Regions from separate parts of the Sus scrofa genome. Here region 2 is linked to region 1. The links are chromatin contacts, called in public Hi-C maps. All regions are on one chromosome and are shown on one strand. The core of a region is the stretch at or near the end of the contact, and the rest is flanking DNA. Distances in the headings are between cores, read along the strand shown. Region 1 holds the start of GTF2E1 (general transcription factor IIE subunit 1). Region 2 holds the start of HGD (homogentisate 1,2-dioxygenase).

Evidence for each region. Hi-C and Micro-C count contacts between places; a contact is called where the count stands out from the background.
Region 2: a Hi-C map of liver shows a contact between it and region 1, with 1.6 times the contacts expected there. The contact joins the promoter of HGD here to the promoter of GTF2E1 in region 1. A contact is called at or near these places in 3 of 47 Hi-C or Micro-C datasets (liver and skeletal muscle).

What each region holds. Positions count from the first base shown.
Region 1 is chr13:139,607,686-139,611,767 of Sscrofa11.1, reverse strand. It overlaps GTF2E1 (general transcription factor IIE subunit 1), which reads left to right and starts at 2,285. Exons shown (of 5, transcript XM_021070303.1): 1 at 2,285-2,423. RABL3 (rab-like protein 3) reads right to left here and starts at 2,604. Exons shown (of 8, transcript XM_021070305.1): 1 at 2,091-2,604. The coding sequence starts at 2,136.
Region 2 is chr13:139,657,977-139,661,786 of Sscrofa11.1, reverse strand. HGD (homogentisate 1,2-dioxygenase) reads right to left here and starts at 1,472. Exons shown (of 14, transcript XM_003361881.4): 1 at 1,252-1,472. The coding sequence starts at 1,266.

The sequences.
Region 1 (4,082 bases), core at 1,036-3,535:
ATTATAAAATATCTCTAAGAAATACAAACAAATCCCAAGTCATCCCTTTATATATTTGCAAAATCCTCAAATTTTCACGGGGTAAATAAGCCTTTATTCAAAAGCAAACTTTGAAGTTTAAACACAAAGGCAGATAAAGTGTAAAAAGTATATTCAAATCTGTCACATAGCAAATCACTGTTAAAAGAGAACTGATAAAAAGGTAATAACTGATTTTACACATATAGCCTAACATCAGTGAATGTGTGACAAGATCAGTCACTTTCCCAGTGGGCACTGCTGTGTCTTCTCTTTTACAACTAAACTATAATAATTTAAAGAAACCTACTAATTGCCTGATCATTTTCCCCATTTAATGCAGCAGCCAATTTAACCCTGTTGCATAACGCACTGATTCCACAGTTATAGCCCCAGCATCTAATTCAGTACCTGTTATGCTGAAGGTTTTAAAAATTTTTTTTGGGGGGGGGAGAATAAATCAACTAGTTTGAACAAAATGTAATGTGAAGAGATTGTTAGATGCAAAAGAAAAGGAATCATAAATGCGAGAGAGCACTCACTTTACATATGATCAAAAACTGTTAACTCTGGATTCCAGTTCTAAATCTTACTTGGTGATACTCTTTCAAAGTCCATTTAGACTAGCACTGCTTTCTTTATCTGTAAAACTGAGTGCTTTTATTAACTTCAACACCACTTCAAGCAAAAGAACTAAAGCTGACATAAATTAGATTATGTTCATAGAATTTCAAAGTGCAACTTTCTGAAGGGAGTATTAAATGCTCAGTAAAATATTTTGTAATTCAACTAATCTTCAGGCAATGTAAAAATGTTCTCAACCATCTCCTCTCCCCAACAACTTTATTGTTTGGTCGGGCTGTTTTTCAGGCTCTTTGGGGTCCTTAACACACCAAGCGAGGCCAGGGATGGAACCTGCAACCTCGATTCCTAGTCAGATTCTTTCCACTGCTCCATGAGGGGAACTCCTGTTCTCTTTAATCTTAATTGAAAACCTCTTATGTGCTGGGTTGTAAGAAATAGAAAAATTAAGATGAGGGTCATACTCATCTTAATGCTAAGCCCAGTTTACTCCTAGTGTTAAAATTATTTTGACACCTTGGACACTTGACAACTGGAACTGAAGTTTTCATTTCCCCCTTTCCACTTCACTCTCATTCTGTTTCTCATTATCTCCATTCCTAAGCTCTTTAAAAACTTGGAATAAATGGTAACTTTGCATTTCATAGATATGCTTTTCTGGAGTTGACTTTTGGATATTTGCTCTGATAGACATTGTGTCAGATGTTTGGAGCCATGAGCTGTGGTGTAGATCGCAGACCTGGCTGGGATTTGGCGTGGCTGTGGTGTGAGCCGGCAGCTGTAGCTCCGATCGATTGGACCCCTAGCCCGGGGAACCTCCATATACTCTGGGTGTGGCCCTAAAAAGCAAAAAAAAAAAAAAAAAAAAGAAGAAAAGATTAAAGAGAATAAAGAAAACAAGAAGCCCAGTTGAGCGTAAAAGATTACTACTACCTGCTATTTCACTAAATAATATAGGTTAGTGTTTTAAGCACACAGGCTCTCGGTTCAAACCAGTTCTGTCATTTACAGCCCTCCGCCTCTCTTTTCTCATCTGTAAAATGGGATAACGGGCCTGATCTCAGGATTGAGTCAATATATGCAAAGCACCTGGTACAGTTTCCTAAGCGCACGTTTGATTTCCTTAATTAACAAAATCTCTTAAAGGAAAGGTCCTAACTTTGTCTCAGCACGGCGTCTAATACCACACTCAGTATCCGCATATGTTTTAAAACAAAGGATCACTAAGCTGCGGTCATCTGGTAGACAGATGTAAAAACCTAAAAAAAACAGAGAAAGGCCCGGGCTCCGCGCCCCCAACACTTGCGAAGCCGCGGCTCGCTTAAACAGAGCAAAGTCCTCTGGGAAGTGTAGTCTTTGGGCCTTGAGAGGGATGTCAGCCCCCCGCCAGAGTCAGTTCATCCGCAGATGGGTGGAGAGGGAGTGAAAGGGGAGGATTTTCATATAACTCAAAAGTGTCGGGAGCCCCAAAGGTGGGTTAAGCGGCTCACCTGAGTCTCCCAACACCAGTACTTTCACCCGATCCAGGGACGCCATCTTGCCAGCTCCTTCCTGAGGTTAACGCCTATTCCGGGATTGAAGACCAATCAGAGCTGGGTATGGAGGGCCGAGTCTTCAATGCCATTGGCCAATCGGAATGTGACTGATTTGATTGAAGGCCTCACCGTGCTGATTGGCCTGCCTGGTTAAAAGTAGCGGGTGGTTTCTAAAACTGGTCGCAGGAATATGGCGTTTTCTTTGTCGCATAAGTGGCGTGGCTCGTTTAAGCCGGTAGTTGAGGCGCAGAGGGAAGCTGTAGTGGGAGTGTACGAGGATTCGCTTTGGTAAACCTTGTTCCCTGTTCCTTGTCCTCGGTTCCCTGGTTCGACGTCGCCTTTCAGGGTGTCTTCGTTGCTTTTTCCTTAGCTGTCCTCCTCCCCCTTACTCTTTTGAGTCGGTTCTCTGCTTGGTCCTCCAAAGAACCATTGACCCCGGAGCGGCCCATGTGCGACCTCGGGTAGGACTGGCTTGGCTGCGTCAAGTGTGGCCTCTGGACTCAGCTGGCAGAGTCCGAGGGAATTTAGGGCGTCGTGGTTGTCACAGTGGGGCGGAAACGAACATTTGGGAACGGGGCTGGTCCAGAGGTTTCGCGGTGATAATGCCACTTTATGTATGAAGCCGTGGAGACTATCGTGAAGTGTGGCTAACTGAGAAAAACCAGGTGGATGTATAGAATCCACGTTATTCCAGATTTGGAATAGTAATATATCGAAATCTAACAGAACTCCCCACGTCCACTTCTTCTTTCCCTTCATTTTGCAGTTTGCAGTCAGCAGAATCCTTTAAAATCGCTAATTTGGTGCTGTCACCTCCTGCTTAAAACCATTTGAAGTTTAAGAAGAGGGTTTTCAATACCCTACCTTTCTTTACTCTGGAAGCTGCAGTGGGGAAAGTGAATGGGGGGAGGTGAGGGCTAACAGGGTGGGCATGTTTGAAGAACACGTGCTGAGGAGACCTATTGAAAGTTTTATGGAAATACTTGACCAGCTGTTATCCATACTGGAAAATCAGTGGTGAACAAGATTAAGACCCTTGTCTCCGATGTAGACATTGAGAAAGTATAACTATTCACTGCCACCAAGAAGGGGAAAGAGCTATGGGAGCATGTGAAAGGGGGATGATTCTAAACTGCTAGGGAGAATCTGAGAAGGTGTCTCTGAGGAAATGTCATTTGAGATGTGAAAAATGATTAGGAGAAGGGACTTCGGCCTTTGTTGTGGGGGCGTGTGTAAAGGCTTGGAAGCAGAGAGCATGTGTGGCTCCTGGAATTGAGAGAATGCCATTGTGGCTGCAGATGAGGCTGAGGAGCCTAGACCCAGTACAGAGAGTGCATTCACTTTCAACTTTGTTCTTACAACTCTGCCTGGTGTTTGTGTGATTAGAATACATATGGTTTAAAAACAAAAGCAACTTGCTTTCAGGGGTCTGGGTTAGGTAGGGTAGGGTTGTAGGTGAGACTGATAGGTGACTGATGGACTGATAAGACTAAAAAGAAGAAACCAGACATGGCCCCCAAAGGTCACACACTCAAAAGTCTCCAGAGGCCAGCCAAGCTCCTTCCCTTTTTTAAAGTATCAATTGCTCTTCAGCTGAGTGTTTCCATGTGGGAATATGATCTCACTTTTTCCCTCAGATATTTCCACTTTTGAGAAGTAGCTGAAAATTAAAATTTATGTGATATCTCATGATTTTTATTTCATTAAAAAAAAAATGGGGGGTTTCCTATGGTGGCTCAGCAGAAAATGAACTCTACTGGTATCCATGAGGATGCAGGATCCGACTTTTGTTTTTTGTTTTTTTCCTTTTTTGGGGCCACACCTGCGGCTAGTGGACGTTCCCAGGCTGGGGGTGGAATCAGAGCTGCAGCTGCTGGCCTAACCACAGCAATGCCAGATTCATGCCTCGTCTGCCCCCTGTATTGCAGCTTGTGGGTCCTTAACCCC
Region 2 (3,810 bases), core at 223-2,722, 51 kb before region 1:
AATCCTCTTCTCTCTTAAGACTCCACTTAGGAACAGCCTCCTTCAAGTTTTTCTTGACCCTCATCTAGTCCAGACTCAGTTCCTTTCCTATGTCAGTCTGTGGCATCAGGCACTAACACATATTTGCTTAATGAAAGAATGAGAATTTTCCTCAGTCTTTCTAATTCTTAAACAGGCATAAGGAGGCAAACTCTTTTACTTTGGTGTTCAGTGGTTTTAGGACCCCTGTCAATTAGGGAGATGTTTGATTTTCAAACTCAGTGTCAGCTGAAGGGCATTTAGGAAGTGCTCAAATCCTAGAAAGAAGTCTGGCCTGCTTGATATTTGGCTTGAATCAAGGTTCTGGGCAGTTCTACTCAATTCCACAAGCATGTGTTCGTCACTAGCAGCCTGGGGTGGACACTAAGCATTGTATTAGACATTGGGGACACACTGTTTCCCTGACCTTAAGGCACTCCGTCTCGCAGATGCTACTAATGCTCCTTTTGGAGCCTGGGCATGGATTCGGACAAACTCAATTTCTAGTCCAGACTCCATCACTTATCAGCAGTGACCTTGGGCAAGTCACTTAACCTCTCTGAACTTCCCTTAATGGCTAAATAGAAACAAGAGTGGCTACATCCTAGATTAATTTTGAAGATACTAGTTAATTCATTAAGAGAATATAACCCACTCATATTTTCCAATTGCACATTAAATAATAAAAAGGGAATTATTTCCCAGAGGAAATGATAGGGCTTCTACTGGCCAAGGGCTGATTGTGAGCCTCAAAATGACCGAATAACTTAAACATATCTAATTGGTCAGCTGGAGACTGTCCAAAAACTGTAGCTACAGAAAACTGTCAGAGAGTAGGGGCTGGCAAAGAGATACAGTGAGAAATGTGTCTGTTCATGGTGGAGGAGAGCCCTTATGATGCCTACAGATCCCCAAGACAATATATGAAATGAGCAAGACAAGAGATGTACAAGTAGAGAATCCTCTTTTTTTTACCACCTCATCCCCAGCCAAGCCTCCAGACACTTCAGAACATGGTAGCTTGGACCAGAACTTTCTCTAAGTTCTCCCATCCAAGTACTAACCAGGTCTGACCCTGCTTATCTTCCGAGATCAGATGAGATCAGGAGCGTTCAGGGTGGTATGGTCGTAGACAGCACTTCTCTGTTCTAATTCTTTTGCTCTGGAATTCTCAGAAGCTTCTGTGAATTGTAGCTGAAGATGCCACAGCAAACTGGCTGGATAGTTTCTTACCTTCAATTCAGCCATTTTCCTTCTGCTGCAGGTATGATGATTTCTGGAAACCAGGCCCAGAGAGGGTATGAAGCCAAAATGCTTCTGTTTCTCCTCAAATCACCCTCTAGATGTTGTTACTCCACTGCTTCTCTGCACTCACTGGTCAGCAGGTCCTTCAAACTAGACTTGAGCATTTCCTAAATGTTATACTAGGGAGAAAGTCCAGCATGCTTACTATCTGCTTACACAACTGTCTTTGTTTTTTTTTTTGCAACCCAGGGTGTTTCTCAAATGTTAGCAGAGGCCTGTCTCCTCTTTGCTCAAGGTAAAGGTTGACTGATTATCTGTTCCAGTTAAGAAAAGAAGGCTTATTACTAAAGGTAGAGAACTTAAGAGTTCCTGTCTTGGCTCAATGGTTTACGAACCCGAATAGTATCCATGAGGATTCGGGTTCTATCCTTGGCCTTGCTCAGTGGCTTAAGGAGCCACATTGCCATGAGCTGTGGTGTAGGTTGCAGATGCGGCTTGGATCCCACATTGCTGTGGCTGTGGCGTAGGCTGGCAGCTATAGCTCTGATTGGACCCTAGCCTGGGAATTTCCATATGCTTTGGGTGTGGCCCTAAAAAGACATAAGACAAAATGAAAGCAGAGACTTTAAAGCTCTTTATGAAGGGAACCACGGTGGTTAGTGCCTGCTGTGCATGGCACAGGCTTCTTCACTCAGTTCTGATTCAGGCTGGGAAGGAACAGGTCAGACTGTTCACTCTCTTGAGAACAGTGAGAAAATGATTTGTACTCTGACACAGGTATTTACACATGGTTGCCTGAATCCGGGACTGGGTTTAGACTGTTCTCCACATATGCCTCCCAGGGATGAGCTGAGTGAACCAAGAGTTCAGAGCCCGACACACTTCACTTAAAGCCAACTGAGTTAAACTGAGATGTTTAACCATTGCTTTGCTTAATTTCTTAAATATATTTAGTGTTCTTGTAAATTCTTTAAGGATCTTATTTCCTAATGCCTATATCCCTCTGCAAAAAGACCAAGAGACAACCTTCCAGCCACCTTTTCCATGACTCCCTTGTCCTTCATCTTGGCTACTGTCCTTAGCCATGGTCAGGTATCAACTTTGTGGCTAATGGCATTCAGGAAGGAAGAAACAATATATCGAGTGCCTGTTTGTGCCAGATTTTCCCACAGACATTACCTCATTTAATTTCTCAAAAACAATCTTGTAAACTAGGTCTTATTATCACAGACTCAAGTGCAGCAAACTAGGCAAGAAATGCAAAGAGGTTAGATGATTTTAGGATAAGACCTAGAGTAGGCTAGATAATTTTTTAGGATAAGACCTTTATAGGAAGCTCCAATTTTTAACATTAGCAACTTAAACAAGTGAGTAAATGAATGAATAAAGCCTATGTGATAGATTGCAAACAAATGCCCACAAATTCCTTTCATCCTCATATGCACATCCCTTTGCAAGGTGACTGTGCTGCTCCTCCCAAGATGAGAGTCTTTTACTTATCTCCTTGAATCTTACTTTGACTAATCAAACACAACACGAGCAGAGATTTGAAAAATGCTTGTGCCTTAGGATTTGTTCATTTCTTGCTTCTTGAGACTACCACACAAAGTCAGGCTAGCCTCCTTAAGAATGAGATACTATGTGGAAAGAGAGGTCCAGGCACACAACAGCCTAGTACTAGCTGCCAGATGTGTGAATGAGGCAATGTGGCTGCCAGATGCCTGCAGATGTGTACATAATCCCTGGTATATGTACATGAGAATCTCCAGCTAAACCCAACCCAGATGCTAACCGACAGAATTGTTAGAGAATAGAATGGCATATTTTCTGACATTAAATTTTGGGGTGTTTTGTTAAGAAGTAATAGAATTATGTCAAAACACATGCATGTAGGTGTGGAATGACTATGGTCTGTGAGTTTGAACCTTCCACTTCAGATAAATGCATCTAAATGACCTCCAGAAGTCCCTAGGCACCAATATACTACACAGGCAAGAATGGCTTGCCTGTGTCTGAAGTGATAGTACAGAAAGGACCAGACCAAAGGGGCCATTTTGATAGAAACGAGTGACAGGTTGGTGGCAAACATCTCAGCATATGTCAGCATAGACAGCTGACATTGTGGTATTATATAAGCTTCCTTGGAGTTTATATGCAAACCTGGGATAAAGGAGGGTTACTGAGGCCGTTTTTAATTATTCCTGCAGTATACAGAGTTAAAATCAAAAGTGAATTCAAGAAAAGTATTTCTTGCATATCTGAGTTTATGAGTACATTGGGTCTTGACTCTGTATTGATCTTGGAAGTTAGGCTTTGGCGATTAGAGAAAAAAAAATGGATAGGAACCAATAATAGATGAAGGAAAAGCTTTACTGCTTTGTTTTTCTGTAAACTTCATATGCTCTTTCCAATGAATCAGCTTTGAAGGCAGATTTAAGAGGTGTTTTAGTTCTTTCTTAAGGTTTGAGAGATTTCTGAAAGAGTAAGAAAGTGGAAACAGATCCTTGACTGGATGAAAATTATTTTGAGGGACCTGGAAATTTTTAA